Regions from separate parts of the Mus musculus genome. Here region 2 is linked to region 1. The links are chromatin contacts, called in public Hi-C maps. All regions are on one chromosome and are shown on one strand. The core of a region is the stretch at or near the end of the contact, and the rest is flanking DNA. Distances in the headings are between cores, read along the strand shown. Region 1 holds the start of Rasgef1a (RasGEF domain family, member 1A). Region 2 holds the start of Csgalnact2 (chondroitin sulfate N-acetylgalactosaminyltransferase 2).

Region 1 (7,093 bases), core at 3,077-5,576:
AGGAACAAGGGGTCCTTTTCATTTTAAATGACACCTAATTAGACCGAGTAAAGATTTTTTTCCTTTGTGTTTAAAAACAAATCATTGCACTTGCTTGGGTTTTCATCTTGGCAGATGTCCAGAGATGCATCCCTGAGACCCATATGGCTTGGAACAGGGAGCCTTCTGTGAGTCAGTGAGTGGGAAGGGTGGTGGAGGGGCACCTACCTACTCTCTGCTGGGCCCTCGTCCAGTGGCTGCAGACTCTGAGACAGGACAGCACACAAGTCCAAGTCTCCCAGTATTGCATGCACAGCAGCATTCCTGTGTGTCCACCCAGGGCCAGTGGCGTATCCACCCTTGTCCTTCCTTCCCTAAGGCAGCTCACATTACTACATCTCGGTTTCCAGGAAAAACTACAAATGTCCAAAAGACTGAAGCCATCATCCTGGAACTTACAGCTCATAGATGATACACAGGGTGTTTAAGACTTGTGAGTGGAGCCACCATCGTTAGGGATCCCTCCCTCACCTAGCCAACCGTAGAGGATTTTTGGGAAGGCTGGGGCAGCCTGGGATGAAAGCTGAAGAGAGTGGCTAGATCCTGAGAGACAAAAACAGGGGGGGAGGGGAGCCCTCACAGAAATTCTAAATAAAACAAAAATATGGCAAAGGAAACAGGGGGAAGGACTTGCCAAGAGATAAAATAAATAGATTTAGTTGGAGGCAATAGAACTCCTTAAATTCAAGAGCTGCCTCTTGGAAATACAGCTAAAAAGATACATCTTGCAATGGGACACAGTGGTTTATATCTGTAATTCTGACACTTGGGATTCTGAAGTGGGGGGGGGGGGGGCATGAGTTCCAGGTCAGCCTGGGCCACACAGTGAGACTCAAGTCACAAAAACAACAAACAAACCAATTTTCCCAAGACTCAGTGGAAGTATGACTCAGTGGTCAGGTCAGGCCTAACATGTACAAGGCCCTGGATTCCACTGAGAGACAGAGACAGGGAGAGAGAGATCACTCGTCCCTGGCAATTCTAAGCAACGAAAGCAAAGTAAGATGGAGGGAGGGAAAGGGGCAAGCTTTTTACAAACCCCACTATGCAACTTTACATGGCTGAACACCCTTTGAACTGGCATCTTTCTAGAAAATACAAATATTCAGAACAGACTAATCATGCATAACCATGTTTAGAACTTGAATACACCGATAAGTGCAGTGAATGTTAAGGAAGTTGACGGCCACCTAGACCTTGGGAGGAAACAAAAGCAGGCCCATCTGCGGGTTCCTAAAATGAATTATTTCATGCCTTTGAGAATCAGAGAGTTTTGTATGATACTTAAACCACTCAGAGCCAGATGTGGTGGTGCATGCCTTTGATCCCAGCACTCTGGAGGCAGAGGCACGCAGGTCTCTATAAGTTGACAGTCAGCCTGGGTTACATAGTAAGCCCAGAACAGCCAGGGCTAAAAGAAGAGCTGCTATGCCTCCTCCCAAAACAAAAACTAACTAAAGAAAGAAACAAACAAACTAACTAATTCAGCTATTCAATCCTTCAGATTTCTTGCTTTCCTGCTCATCCTGTGAAGTTAACAGAGCCAAGAACTCCAACATCTGTAGCATGGAAATGTGAGACACCTATAAACATAGCTGGAAAATACACCAGGAAACAGCATCAAACCAAAGAAGCGAACTCAGTAACATTTTAAAGCACAATAGAGCCTGACCTAGACCTATTTATTCCAGGAATGAGGGGACAAATAAGCCCAGAAAGATCATAAGTCAATTCATGGATACACTCAAGAGAAACTGTTGATGCTTCAACTAGATACAGGAAAGCAGTGGTAAAACTGTATCCGTTCTCCGTGAGTACCTGCTCGTTTGGCAATGAGTGCAGGGCTGGGGTGACAACAGAGAGCTGCAGACACCACAGGGCCAATGGCAGACGTAGAGAAACAGGACAGTGAGGCAAGCCCAGGAGGACCAAGTCCACAGGAAATATTGCTTTGTGTCCTGGGACTCAGCAACTCCCAGGGAAAACAGACAGGGGTGCTGTGCCCACTTTCTTCCAGCCTTAGGCACCCCAAGGCCACCGCTGCCAGAGGCCTAGAAGCACCGGTGAAAAGATAAAGAGGCTTGAACAAAGCCTTGGGCCAGCAGACAAGTAGGCAGCACAGCTGAGGGCCACCAGGATGGAGCAAGCTCATCAGGCTTCCTTAAACTCTAGACTTTTCACCCTCCAGCTACATTTCACACCATCCCTGCAGACTACAGACTCTATGGTCTCCTCTGGGGCTAATGATGCTTCCGTCCCTGCCCAGCCCTCAATGCCCACGGTCCTATCAGCGGTAAGGCCTCTTTGCTGTGCCATCAAAACACATCAAATCACCTCTCTCTCATCCAGAATCCAAGCTCCATGCCTGTGCTCCCTGGCTGGCCCTGTCATGGCCAGCACTGTCCTTGACCCTCCCACGTGAAGCATCCAATGATGGCCTGACAGCCCCAGGCATTGTTATCCCTTCCAAGACCCTAGGACAATAGCCTGTCATGCTGGTCTCTAGTGCTCCCAAAAGCCCAACCTCCCACACAGATGGCTTCCCCACCCAGGCCTGCCCTGTCTTCCTTAAATGTTCCCACTCACCTAGTTCTTTCTCACTCTTCTTCAGTGGGGTCCTTACACCCACAGGACATCTCTGACGCCTCTTCTGGCTACCCTGACAAAGGCACAAACATCACCCCACACTGGTAGTCAGCTCGCTAAGCCCAAGTGTGCCACACATCCCTGGGGAGACCGGGGCAGGCTGTGTAGCCCCCTGGTGGTTAGTAGAATGATGTGTGTCAATGAGCTAGAACTGAGGTGCCAATGTAGGGCCCCTTCCTGTCCTAGGACCCTGTCAACCTGTTCCCCAGCAAAAAGTAGGTGGCACAGCAGAGTGACGCAGGATGGGTATTAGCAGAGGAAACAGTCACCGGAGCTGAGCATCGTTTTACGTCTGCATGATACCAGAATCATCCTTCCTGATGCACTCCTGCTGTGGGCTACTCCTCTACGTTCATCTTTAGTCCTTTCTGCCATGTAACTTAGTCTGTATATTACTCACTGTGGAGGTGCTCAACCTTCCTAATGTTGCGACCCTTTAATGCTGTTCTTCGTGTTGTGCTGAGCCCCAGCCATAAAATGTATTTCGCTGATACTTCATAAGTATAATTTTGCTACTGCTATGAATTATAATGTAAATATCTGACATGCAGGCTATCTGAGAGGCAACCCCTTGAAAGGGTCGTTTAACCCCAAGGGGTCTTGACCCACAGGTTAAGAACCAATGATTTTCTGGCACCCAGATGAGCTCTGTGAGGATAAGAACTGTTGCCTGCTTAGTTCTCTGCAAACCACAGTGCCAGCGCATAGCAGGTGCTTAATAAATGTGCATTGTCTGTCCTACATCTTCAGCCCATTAATGTTGGCTCCTCATCTCCACTCTTCCAAATCAATGGTCTGCACTGGGTCTGGTCTAGACAGGTCTGTGTACTGCTCCTGAATCCCACTGCCCACTATGGCTCAAAACAGCTAGAAAGGTGCAGTGGTGGCTCAGGCCCAGGGTTAATTTTAGGGAGATTCTCAGCCTTCCCCTCACTAGGCACTCTTCTCTTTAAACACATGACATTTGAGAATGCACAGGCACAGCCTTGCCCCCACACCTGCCTCCTCTTAACGGCTCTCACTTAAGCCTCCCATATATAAACACGTCCTCTCTCCCGCCCACACATCGCACATACAAGCGCACACCTCCCACATGATCAACCACTCCATCACAGACCGCCCCCACTCCAAGCACTTATGGAGTAAACAGTGGTTCTGAGCCCAAGGATAGGGGAAATTCCAAGATCGCCACTGCTTTTTACAAGTCTGCTCTGTCCAGGACAGCCCTTTGCTTTCTCTTCTGCCGCACCCGGACCCTGCTGCGAAACACCCCACCCCACCCCCACCCCCTGCAGGTTTTCAAGTGGCGCTTTACAGCGGAGCCGCTGGTGTCAGCAGAGGCTAGGAAGGCAGCAGCTGCACCTTGGGCGAGGCCCAAGTGGCGGCAGGTGTCCGGGCAGGGACAGGAGAGAGAGTTGCCCTGGTTGTCCTGGGGGCGAGCACCCTCCTGGCCGCGCTTCCCAAGCTCTGGGGCACAGAAACCTTAACCTTGCGGTCCTGCTGTGGTCAAGACACTGCCCTGGAGTGCTCCTAACCCGCAGTCCCGCACTGCCACAACCCTACCTGGGGCTCCAGAAACATCCTGGCTACAGCTCCCGCTACCGGACCCGCAGGCGGTGTAGAAGCCCGACTACCCTCCGGGGCTGAGCCAGTGCCGCCCAAGCCCGGGGACTTCCCTCCCGTGACCCAGCCACCTCCCGCCCGGGGCGGGGCTGGCGAGCCTCGTGAACAAGACCCTGGGAGGAGCACTAGCAAGGGACAGGGCGAGGCACAGTGAGGCGTGAGCACCCGCAGGGTTTGTGGTGCTAGGTTTGGGAATGGCGTAAGGGTCAAGGCTCTGGGCTCTGGGCGGGGTGGGTCGTCTTGCTGGTGAAGTCCAGGAAGGAGAGGGGAGGGGAGGGGAGGGGAGGGCCAGGAAGGGTCCCAGACTCCTCCTTGGAGACTGAACGCTACAGAGCTACCGCAGGTGCCCAAGCAGCGCTTAGTTCAGATGCTTCCCCTGCCGGGCGGGCGCTCGCTCCACACAGCTGTAGTCTGAAGTGTCTTGAATCCTCAGTCCTTCTATCATCCCCAGAACGCCAGGGATACAGCAGCTGCTGTCGTGGAAGGGCTAATCCGAGTAAGGGATATGCCTGGTGCCTGTCTCTGAGGATCTATCTCACCTCACCCCCACCCCCACCCCACTCCCTGCACTAGGAAAGAATCCTGTCAGGTGCCTCCCACCGCAGCTCCAGCTCTTAGAGTTTAGATGGCAGCGGTGGGCTGAAATGAAGAATGCCCTCTCTGGGGATCTGAAACTAAGGAAGCAGATAGAGGCTGGGAGGGCAGAGAGAGCTGGGCCAGGTTCTAGGAGTCAAAGCTGCTCTCAGCTGGAACCATAGACCATAGACGGGGCAGAGGATGCCCAGGGGGGATTAAACAATCCTATGAGAGCACACAAGCAAGCCATGGTCCCTAATGGAGACTGATGACCCGGACTTTACCCCACCCTGTCTGATCTCTGCCCAGCGGCCTGAGGGAGCACACTTCTCTCCTGCCATCTCCCTTCCCCTCTTTCTCCATCAGCTCTCTTAGCACAAAGATCCATCAGCAGACAGACTCTTGGGTAGTTAGTTCAGTCTTGTGGAACTCTGAATGTTGGGCTCATTCCCTTGTCTCCTAGGAGGACCCAGGCCCTCTGGGCTCTGCCTCCCCTGACGTCTCTACCAGCTCGCACTGTCGCTGGACCCCACCTTTCTTCTCAGGGGTCTCAGAGCCCATAGTATTTATTCCCTCCTGGAACAGCTCCACAGATGGCGGGGAGGAGGGTGCATCAGCTTTCACACAGGGCCCCCCTCTTCCAGCCCTGCATCTTGTTCCAGGGGATGCAAAGCTCACAGTGACCTCTGCTGGCGAATCTTGTCAAGACCCACCTAGACCCTCGGGTGCTGGGCCCTTGCTAGGCTCAGGTCATTCCTTCAGACTGCTCTTCTAATACCAAGAGAAACAAAACTGGAGTTCTACTTCTAGGAAGTTACCTGTCCCTGCCTTCTTTAGCCCTGTTCCTTGACCCTCTAGGACACCTGGGTCCTAAGAGGGTGATGGCATTTCTCCCACATGCACAGTTAACAAGCCAGTTGCCACCTGCTCCAGAGCAAGCTTTCCCCAGGGAGCCTATCTAGTCCCATCTCTGGCAGACATGGATGAAGCTGTCTGTCACAAGTCTGACCTCAGCATGCATATATGCATCAATCCACATCTTTCCCAGCGTCCAGGGACCTAGGGAAGCTGGCAGGCTAAAGGCTGACTCCTGTCAGATGTCCTGCTTAAAGCTATCTCGCAGCAAGGGCTTGTGGTGCCCGACCCAAGACACCATTGGAAAGTGGAGATGTGATGCGGTCTGTAAACAGCTGCTGGGGTTACTGGAAAGGCAAGACACATGGGAGGACATGCTTCCCTCCTTACTCCAGACAGCGGGGGCTGTCCTTAACAGTCCTTGTCTATAAGAGACTACCCTGAGAGTGATTGAAAAAAGAGGCAGAGAAGCCTGGCTCTGTGATGAAAGTGACAGGGCCATCCTCATAAGCACAGGACAAAATTGTAAGCTATAGCATTTTGTCTGCTTCCGCGGGTGGATGGACTCCATTGGGGCCCAAGTAAGGTCTGGGCACTTTGGTCTTAAATTGCAGTGCTTCAGTAAAGATCACAGTGAAAAGCGGAGTCCCGGGGCCTCGGGGTTCTGTTGCTCTCTCTCTGTGAGGACCTCAGCTCCTCTAACCTGGCTTAGCATGGAGTGCTTCCCCAGGTGTGGGGTCACACCCCCTTAGGAGTCTGTCTATATGTCATCTTCTCAATGACATCTTTAAGAGGTCACCTTCCATCGTGGCCTATCTCCCTCACCACAGGTTCCCTCCTTGGGTTACTCAATCCAGCCTTATCTTTCCACCTCCTTATTGGTCTGCTTTAAAAAGAATCTGAGCACCATGAGAGGAAGATCTTTATCTGCTCACTGTTCAGTCAGTAACTGTAACTTGCCTGTGCATAGGGGCATGGTGGAATCCATCTATGGAACATATACACGAATATACTTGCCTGTTTGCAGATACAGATGTGGCTATGGAGTTAGATGTGAATACTAGTGTGGATATGCTGATCCTGATATATGGATACGAACAGAAATTGAGAAAGATAGGACAATGAAATATGGATAAAGATATAGGTTTTCATGTATAAAGATAGAATTTATGGGCAAAACATAGACATGGATAGAGAGATAAATATAGATATGGTATATAGATGTGGATTCAGGTATAGACAGCCAACACAGGGCTCAAGCCTATAATATATATAAGAACTTAACAAGCCAAAAGAGTCAAAGACCCGTTTGTATAATGAACAAAGTTATGGAGAGGTACTTCATGGTATAGCA
Region 2 (7,281 bases), core at 3,837-6,336, 73 kb before region 1:
CTGGAAATGCCAGAAGCTGCTATATATTTGTTCCACCTCGCTAACTGAACATCATAGCTTAGCAATACAACCTACTGTAGTGTGCTGACTGGAGGGGCTGTGGCTCAGCATGAGAGCTCACTGTTGCAGAGTACCAGTGAGGGAAATAGAATAGGGAACAACCACAAGCCGGGGAGCCAGAAACTAATTTGTTACTACCCCAGGGAGAGGAGCCTGTACAGAGTCAGCTGTGTAGAATGACAAGACCGAAGTGCAATCGGCAGGAGTCTAGAGTCAGGCAGTGAAATGCTGATGGAAATGTCGCCCTACCTTTGGTTATCAGGACCGGATCCCATCCACTGAGATTTAAGCCTGGTTCTTGTAGGCTAGAATCTGAGCTCAGGGAGTGGCTCACCCTCTGCAGCTGCCTCTCTGTCACTCACTGCTGTGATGCTTGAAGCTTCTTGATCTTCAGTGGTTTACAGTTCCCTTGGCACATCAGCTGCATCCCTCCAGAAGGGTGATTAGTGCTTAGGGGTCTTATAACTGTGAGGACAGAGTCTTACAAACACTAGATAGCAGTGCTGTGTTTGCTTCTACTCCTGACAGCAACTGGGAGACACACCCCGGCCCAAACAGCCACCTCCAGGTTATAAGCCCCAAGACTGAGAGGAGTAGACCTGCCCAGCCCATAGACTACCAAACGTAAGAGGTTTTAGAGGAGAAGACTATTAATATGTGCCCTAGAGATTGTTCTTTTGATATTTGGGTGGAAATGTAACTGGTTTTTGTTGTTCTTGTTGTTGTTCTGCCTGAGGCTAAATTGAAGAATTTTGAATTAACTGCACTTGTAGAGGAGATTTCAAAACAGCCTAGCCTTGACTGTGTCCTGTGGTATTAGTGACCAGTCTTATGCAAATCTATGACGAAAAGGAGCAAGCTGAGCAAGGAAAACTACAAAATGTACAGTTGGAGGAGAAAATGAGCACCAGGAAGTGTGACCAGATTAAAGAAAAGCCTCACACCAAGTGGAATAAAGGGAGTGGTGACCTCAGAGCGAGAGCCCACCCAGCTAAGATTCCAATCTATAAAAGGGAGTTAAAGACAGGTAAAAAGGAATTAAAGAAAAGCTTAGGGCCAGGCATGGTGGTGCACATCTTTAATTCTAGCACATGGAAGGCAGATCTCTAAGTTCAGGGCCAGTCTGGTCTACAGAGTAAATTCCAGGACAGCCAGGCGTAGGCAGTGAAGGAAACCATATAAAACAGAAACCTAGTGAAAATGTATTTGAATAAGGGGGCCATGATCCTGCCCCAGCAAGAAATAGAACTAGGCAGCTTCAACTATACAGTTCTGGCTTTAGAGTCAAGGATACAAGAAAGGGATTATGAAATCTCCCTCCCCAACTAAGAAAAGCCACTGAGGCCAGGAATATGTCAGGGGCATCCTGTATGGAAGCCCAGAGAAGCCATTGTGTGAAGCTATGCAGGTGAAGTCAGGATTACTTTGGAGCTCCCAAATACCAGACTTGTGGGATAGCTGCCAAGGATCGCTGCTAACAGGGAGCGGAAGCAGCCCAAGAGAAAGAAATGTATGGCAGTCAACAAAGCTGAAAGGAGTAGGAGATCTGAAGAGTGCTTTGACATCAGACACGAAGAGGCAGAATTTGGAGTTTGCCCTGATGGTTTCTGATCCTGCTTTGGTCCAGTATTTCTTCACTGTGTTCCCTTTCCTCTGTTTTGGAATAGTAATATAAATCCTGTGCTACTGTATGTTGGAAGTATGTGATCTACTCTTCTATTATTACTTTGTAGGGATAATAGTTAAGAGATTGCCATGAGTCTCTGAAGAGACTTGGGACTTTTAAACAAGTTTAAGACTGCTATAGACTCTGGGGACTTTTGAAGTTGGACTAAATGCATTTTTTCATCATGATATAGCTACAAGCCTATAGTTGCCAGGGAGTGGAATGTGATGGATTGAATGAAAATGGACCGTAGGGAGTGGAGGTATGGCCTTTTTAGAGTAGATGTGGCTTTGTTGAGGGAAGAGTGTCATTGGGGGTGGGCTTTGAGGTCTCAGATGCTCAAGCCAGGCCAAGCGTCTCACTTTCTTTCTGCTACTTGCTGATCCTGCTGTAAACCTCTCAGCTATCTCTCCTGCATCAGTCTGCCTGCATGTCACCATGATTCCCGCCATGATGACAATGGACTAAACCTCTGAACTGTAAGCCAGCCCCAATTAAATGCTTCCTCATAAGAGTTGCCGTGGTCATGGAGTCCTTCCACATAAATAAAAGCCCTAACTAAGACAACGTGCATGTAATTGTGTGTGCATGTCTATACACATGTGTACATGCATGTCTGTGTGTGTGTATTCGTAGGTCTGAGAAGTAGAAGAGACTGTGATTGGGAGGAAATTATCCTAAGGGAAAGAGCCAATCCTATCATGGCGGTGTGTGGCATTCCTCTTGGGGAGACCTGAACAAATGTCTACTTGCTCCAGATAGGGAACTGACGACAGATCAGAGTAGTAAAGATACTGCCAAAGTCCAACATGGAAAACCAATGAGTTTTATTGGAGTTACTTATAGGAGCAAAAAGGACTCTGAGATAGCTGCATCACCAAAAGCCTACTGCATCATGGGTAACAGCTTATAAGACCTGGACAACTTGAAGGCAGATCCACACGTTGGAGATGATCATGTCTAGATAGCTCAAACAATCTCTTCCAGGCAGTTTAGACGGCCTGAGAGTGTCTTTTAGCAATCCTTACTGATTATATTTGCTTCAGAAGAGAGGTAGGTAGGTGGTTTGTCTGGTCAGTATCAGGAACTTTGTGATGGTTTCTAGTTGTTTCCTGAGCTTAACTGCAGAATGGAATGTTTCACCTGCAAAACCTGTGTCTTGGAGCCTGGCTCCAAGGTGGAAGGTTTTATCTTGAAGGAAATTGCTACATAACACCCTTGCAGTGGCTCCCTTCTGTTGCTGTGGTAAAACACTGACCAAAATCCACTCAGAGAGGACAGCGTTTGCCTGACTTTCACTTCCACATCAAAGGCCATCATCACTAAGTCAGAGAAGTAACTCAGCTAGGAACGTGGATACAGGAACTGAGACTGGAGCTGCAGAGAAAGCGGCTTACTCCCTTGATTTCCATGCTTTCTCAATGTACAGTCTTATACAACCCAAACCGCTTGTCCAGGGGTGGTGCCACTCACAGTAGCCTGGGCAGTCCCGCATCAGCACTTCATCAGGCCAATCTTCTGCAAGTCTTCAGCTGACGATCTGTTTGTGTCAAGGTGACAAATGACAACAAGCACAACCTAGACTATCTTCTGCCTTTTCATTTTCTCTCTGGGAACTGAAGAGCCAAACTGTAGGTTTGGGAAGAATTCAAAGGTTCAGATGAAGAGCTGGGAGACATGCCCACTGCCCAGTGTATGCACCACATAAAAAGTAGGCTCTGCCTGAAGTGTGATCTAGCCCAGCATCTGTGAGGCTAGAAAAGAAAGAAAAAAACGAAATGCCTGAAGTAGATGGGTTGCAGGGTTCTAAAAAGTGGGGTGTGCTTGAATTTGGTTACTGGGGACATTTATTTGTCTTTTTGGAGACTTTACATTCACAAGTTCAGTTAGAGCCCATGTTTGGTACTGAGATGCCAGAAACTGCAGGGGAGGTCTCTCTCATTCTTTCCGCCATAGTCCCCATCCTATTTAAAGTGTCCCTAAGGAAAATCCAAGCATCTCTATGGCTGAACATGAGTCTAGAGGGCACATTCGAAAGGTCCCTACATCTGTGGACTTTCTTTTTGTTTGAGATAAGGGCTCAATGTATATCCCAGGCTGCCCTGGAACTTACTAAGTAATCCAGGAAGGCCTGAAAAATATCATTTTTCTGTCTCAGCCTCATGAGTGCTAGGACTATAGGCAGATGTCACACCTGGCTTCTGGGGACTTCTCAGAAACTGTTAATGAAATGTCAAGTGTAACGTAGGCACACAGTAGATGTGGGCTTGGACTAACAGTGCCAAAGCTGGAGTCTGGCATCGTGGCTCGCTAAGATTTCAGTGAGGTGCCATTTATATCTACTTTATTAATACATTAGAGAATTTTTGCCTTATCTTGGAAATTTAGCAGTGCTGGGCACTTAACCATTTGCTAAAGGTCCCCATGTTCCAAGTCTCCTAGGAGAGAATTCTCCTGCCTCCCTGCACTCATACTTAGGACTGTGGCTGGTAGACAGCAGGCAGCTAACCCACGTGGACTGTCTTTTGTGATTGTACTAGAGAAGATGGATGTCTGAGGGGACTTCAAGGTGCGTCCTAAAGAAGCAGCTGTCCAAGGGAGACACTTTGTTCCTGACCACAGCTGGCTCTATTGGCTGACAGTTGTTGAGATATCTTCTGCCCAGATGTTCTCCTCTAATGCCACAAGGGAAATCCTGAAAACTTTAACGGTCTGGATCACCTACTTCTAAGATAGGCTTGCTGACTGCATATCCAGTCTCTTTCCAACTTTGCCAGTGTGTGCTTTTCTGAAAAGGCTAGACTTCACACACACACACACACACACACACACACACACACACACACACACGGTACTTTACATGCAGCAAATGGAATTATTTATTTTAAGTAAAAACACGTAAGGACCTCTTCAGTGTTCAGTACCGATCTTCCCTGAGCAGAAGGCATGTTGGCTATCCTCAGCCTCCCCGCTAGTCAGCTCTGCCAGGTTAGCACTTATGTGACGATTAGCCACATGCGTGTCTAGTTAAGTGTCTCTAAGGCATGATGTTCCCAGGCTATTTATCCCACAGGGCTTGAGCACCCATCTCAGTTGTTGTTTGTTTGTTTGTTTTTAGATGAATCAACTGTCATCTGTGGAGCTTTCTGTGCAGGGCACAGGACAGAAGAGGGAGGAATAGGCGTGTCCTAGCTGGAAAGAGAAAGGCCTGGCCCTGGAGGGCGGGACTTGGCAGTGTGGAGGGCGGAGCCCGGCTGCGGTGGGCTGGGTCTGGCCCTGGAGGGCGGAGTCTGGCTGTGGAGGGCGGGGCCTGACCGCGGAGGCGGGCGCGCCACAGCAACCCAGCCTCATTTCCCTCATTTCCTCGCGCGCGCCGGAAGTGGCGGTGCTCCGCGGCGGCGCGCCGGGCCGGCCCCGCGCAGGGCGCTGGCCAGGTGTGCAGGTCCCCAGAGGCGGCGACGCTGAGCGGCGGGCGCGGTGAGTACCGCCGTGTCCTGCCGCGCCTCTGGGCAGCGGCCGGTCCCCTCGGACGAGCCCTCCGGGACGCCGCTGGGCGCGGCGCTTCCTTGACGCGCCCTCCCGAGGCTGGTCCCGTTTTGGAGACCGCTGCTGCCAGGGACCGCTGGTTTGCGTGTCAGGTTTTTTTTTTAACCTCCTCGTCATCATCTCTGCTGAGTGGCTAAACTTTTTACTGTGGGGTTGAACGCGCCCACTGGCAGCAGCCCTCCTGCCTCTGACAAAACGCTCCCCTTTAAAAGATGCTCTTGGAGTAGGAATTGATGATCGCCGGAACCTGGATAAAAACCAAAAACGGAGAACTGTCAGAAGGACCAGATAGTTTAGAAAATTCCTGCATTTCTGAGCAACTGGCTGGGTAATTTGTCAAATACCACAGCGGTACTTGTGTTTGTGATGATGACATTGGCGGCATGACAGTTTGGTTACAAATCTAACGCTTTTCTTCTTAAGTCCTCATTAAATCTGAAGGTGTGCTTTAGCTTGTTTTTGAAATGTACATGCAGTGTCCTGACAGTTCATGCCACTGAAGGCCCCTGGGCCTTTAATACCTTGGGGATTAATGCCATCTCTTAAAGGTGCATTTAAAAAAGCACCTCTGATTTCCGAAGTAATAAAAAGGTGTTTTATGGCATAATATTCGGGAATATTTGCTACTATCTTTTTTAAATTATGTGACTAAAAGAATATAAAAAGGGTGTTGTGTTTTCAGTATATGAGGCTTAGAAGTGTTGATATTAAACAACCAGCTTTAGTTTCAGATAATTAAGAAATTACTGTTTATCCATCTACACTCCTTTTGTAGTGGTATAAAATATAAAAAAACGTCAACAAATGCATGAAAATGAACTGTCTGTGAATCATTACATGCTTCTTACCTTGTCTGCTGCTACACACATCAGATTTTAATTGTACAACATTCCCATAGTGCTCTGCTTCTTCCAAATAGGTTACCCCTGCTTCCCCATTAAGAGTTCTGACTTCTTTCATCAGCCATTAGTTTGGACTATTTTAAGCTTCATGTTAATGGAGTTAATATATAGTATTCTCAGAATATTGCTGTGGAAGTCACTGTTCGTGTTTTTTGATATGATATCATTCATATCATGGTATGGTGTTGATAATTCTTTCTTATAGTGTAATGTGCCATTCTGTGATGTGATTGTTCTTCTGTTCATGAATGTGTGCTTCCAGATTTGTGTATTATTTGTTTTAGGTTTTAGGGGTGTTATAACATTCTTGTGAATGTCTTAGTATGTGAATACATTTCTGTCAGATGTAAAATGGCTGAGACCTACAATAGGAAAAAAATTACATCCTAACTAACGTGGACTCTTTCTTTTTTAAAAGATTATCTTAACTAATACAGAAGTGAAGGTTGGTTTTAAAAATATGAGTTAAGGCATGGTGGTGCACACCTTTCATCCCAGCACGCAGGAGGCAGAGGACAGTGTATCTCTGTGAGTTCCAGGCCAGCCAAGAATATATACCCTGAGACCCTGTCTCAAACACATGTATAGTCATTAAGCTACTATTTGCACTTTGTATTGGCACAAGTGACCATCTTCTCAAAGACTCATTTCATTTAACTGTCTTTTACCCTCAAGTCAGTTAGAGCAGGCCACGATATGACTGTTCAGTTTGATAACAGTTAGGTAACCATGTTGCTCAAGTTAGTGGTTGTTAAGGGGAAGTGTGGTAGCTGGTAGGAGAAATGAAGCACCAAAGGACAGCACTAAAGATGGGTTAGAAAAATCGAGAGCTCAAGACATAGTCACTGTCACTCCACAAGTACTAGCTGTAAGTGTAAAGCTGAATTATAAGGTTAGTTCCAGATGTGGATTTTTTTATATTAGTATTGTTATTTAAATAACAGAACAATAATCACTAAATATCTGTAGGAAGCCAGCATGTCATTTGCACAAATACAAGAAGTTGAGTTTTAAACATTAGTACTCTCAAGTTTGGAAAGGTGCTTTGCCCACTGAACGAACACACACACACACACACACACAAAATCACTTAGTTTTGGAATATTG

Evidence for each region. A called contact is a pair of places that touch in the nucleus more often than the background predicts.
Region 2: a contact with region 1 is called in a Hi-C map of uterus, with 3 times the contacts expected there. The contact joins the promoter of Csgalnact2 here to the promoter of Rasgef1a in region 1. A contact is called at or near these places in 14 of 484 Hi-C or Micro-C datasets (CD4 T cells, the HL-1 cell line, embryonic stem cells and 5 more), 7 of 115 datasets of contacts at active chromatin or transcription factors (bone marrow-derived dendritic cells, bone marrow-derived macrophages, effector CD8 T cells and 3 more) and 4 of 9 other capture datasets (adipose tissue, liver, macrophages and 1 more).

Annotation. Positions count from the first base shown.
Region 1 is chr6:118,063,618-118,070,710 of GRCm38.p6, reverse strand. Rasgef1a (RasGEF domain family, member 1A) reads right to left here and starts at 4,326. Exons shown (of 13, transcript NM_027526.1): 1 at 4,249-4,326. The coding sequence starts at 4,266.
Region 2 is chr6:118,136,945-118,144,225 of GRCm38.p6, reverse strand. It overlaps Csgalnact2 (chondroitin sulfate N-acetylgalactosaminyltransferase 2), which reads left to right and starts at 5,086. Exons shown (of 8, transcript NM_030165.3): 1 at 5,086-5,203.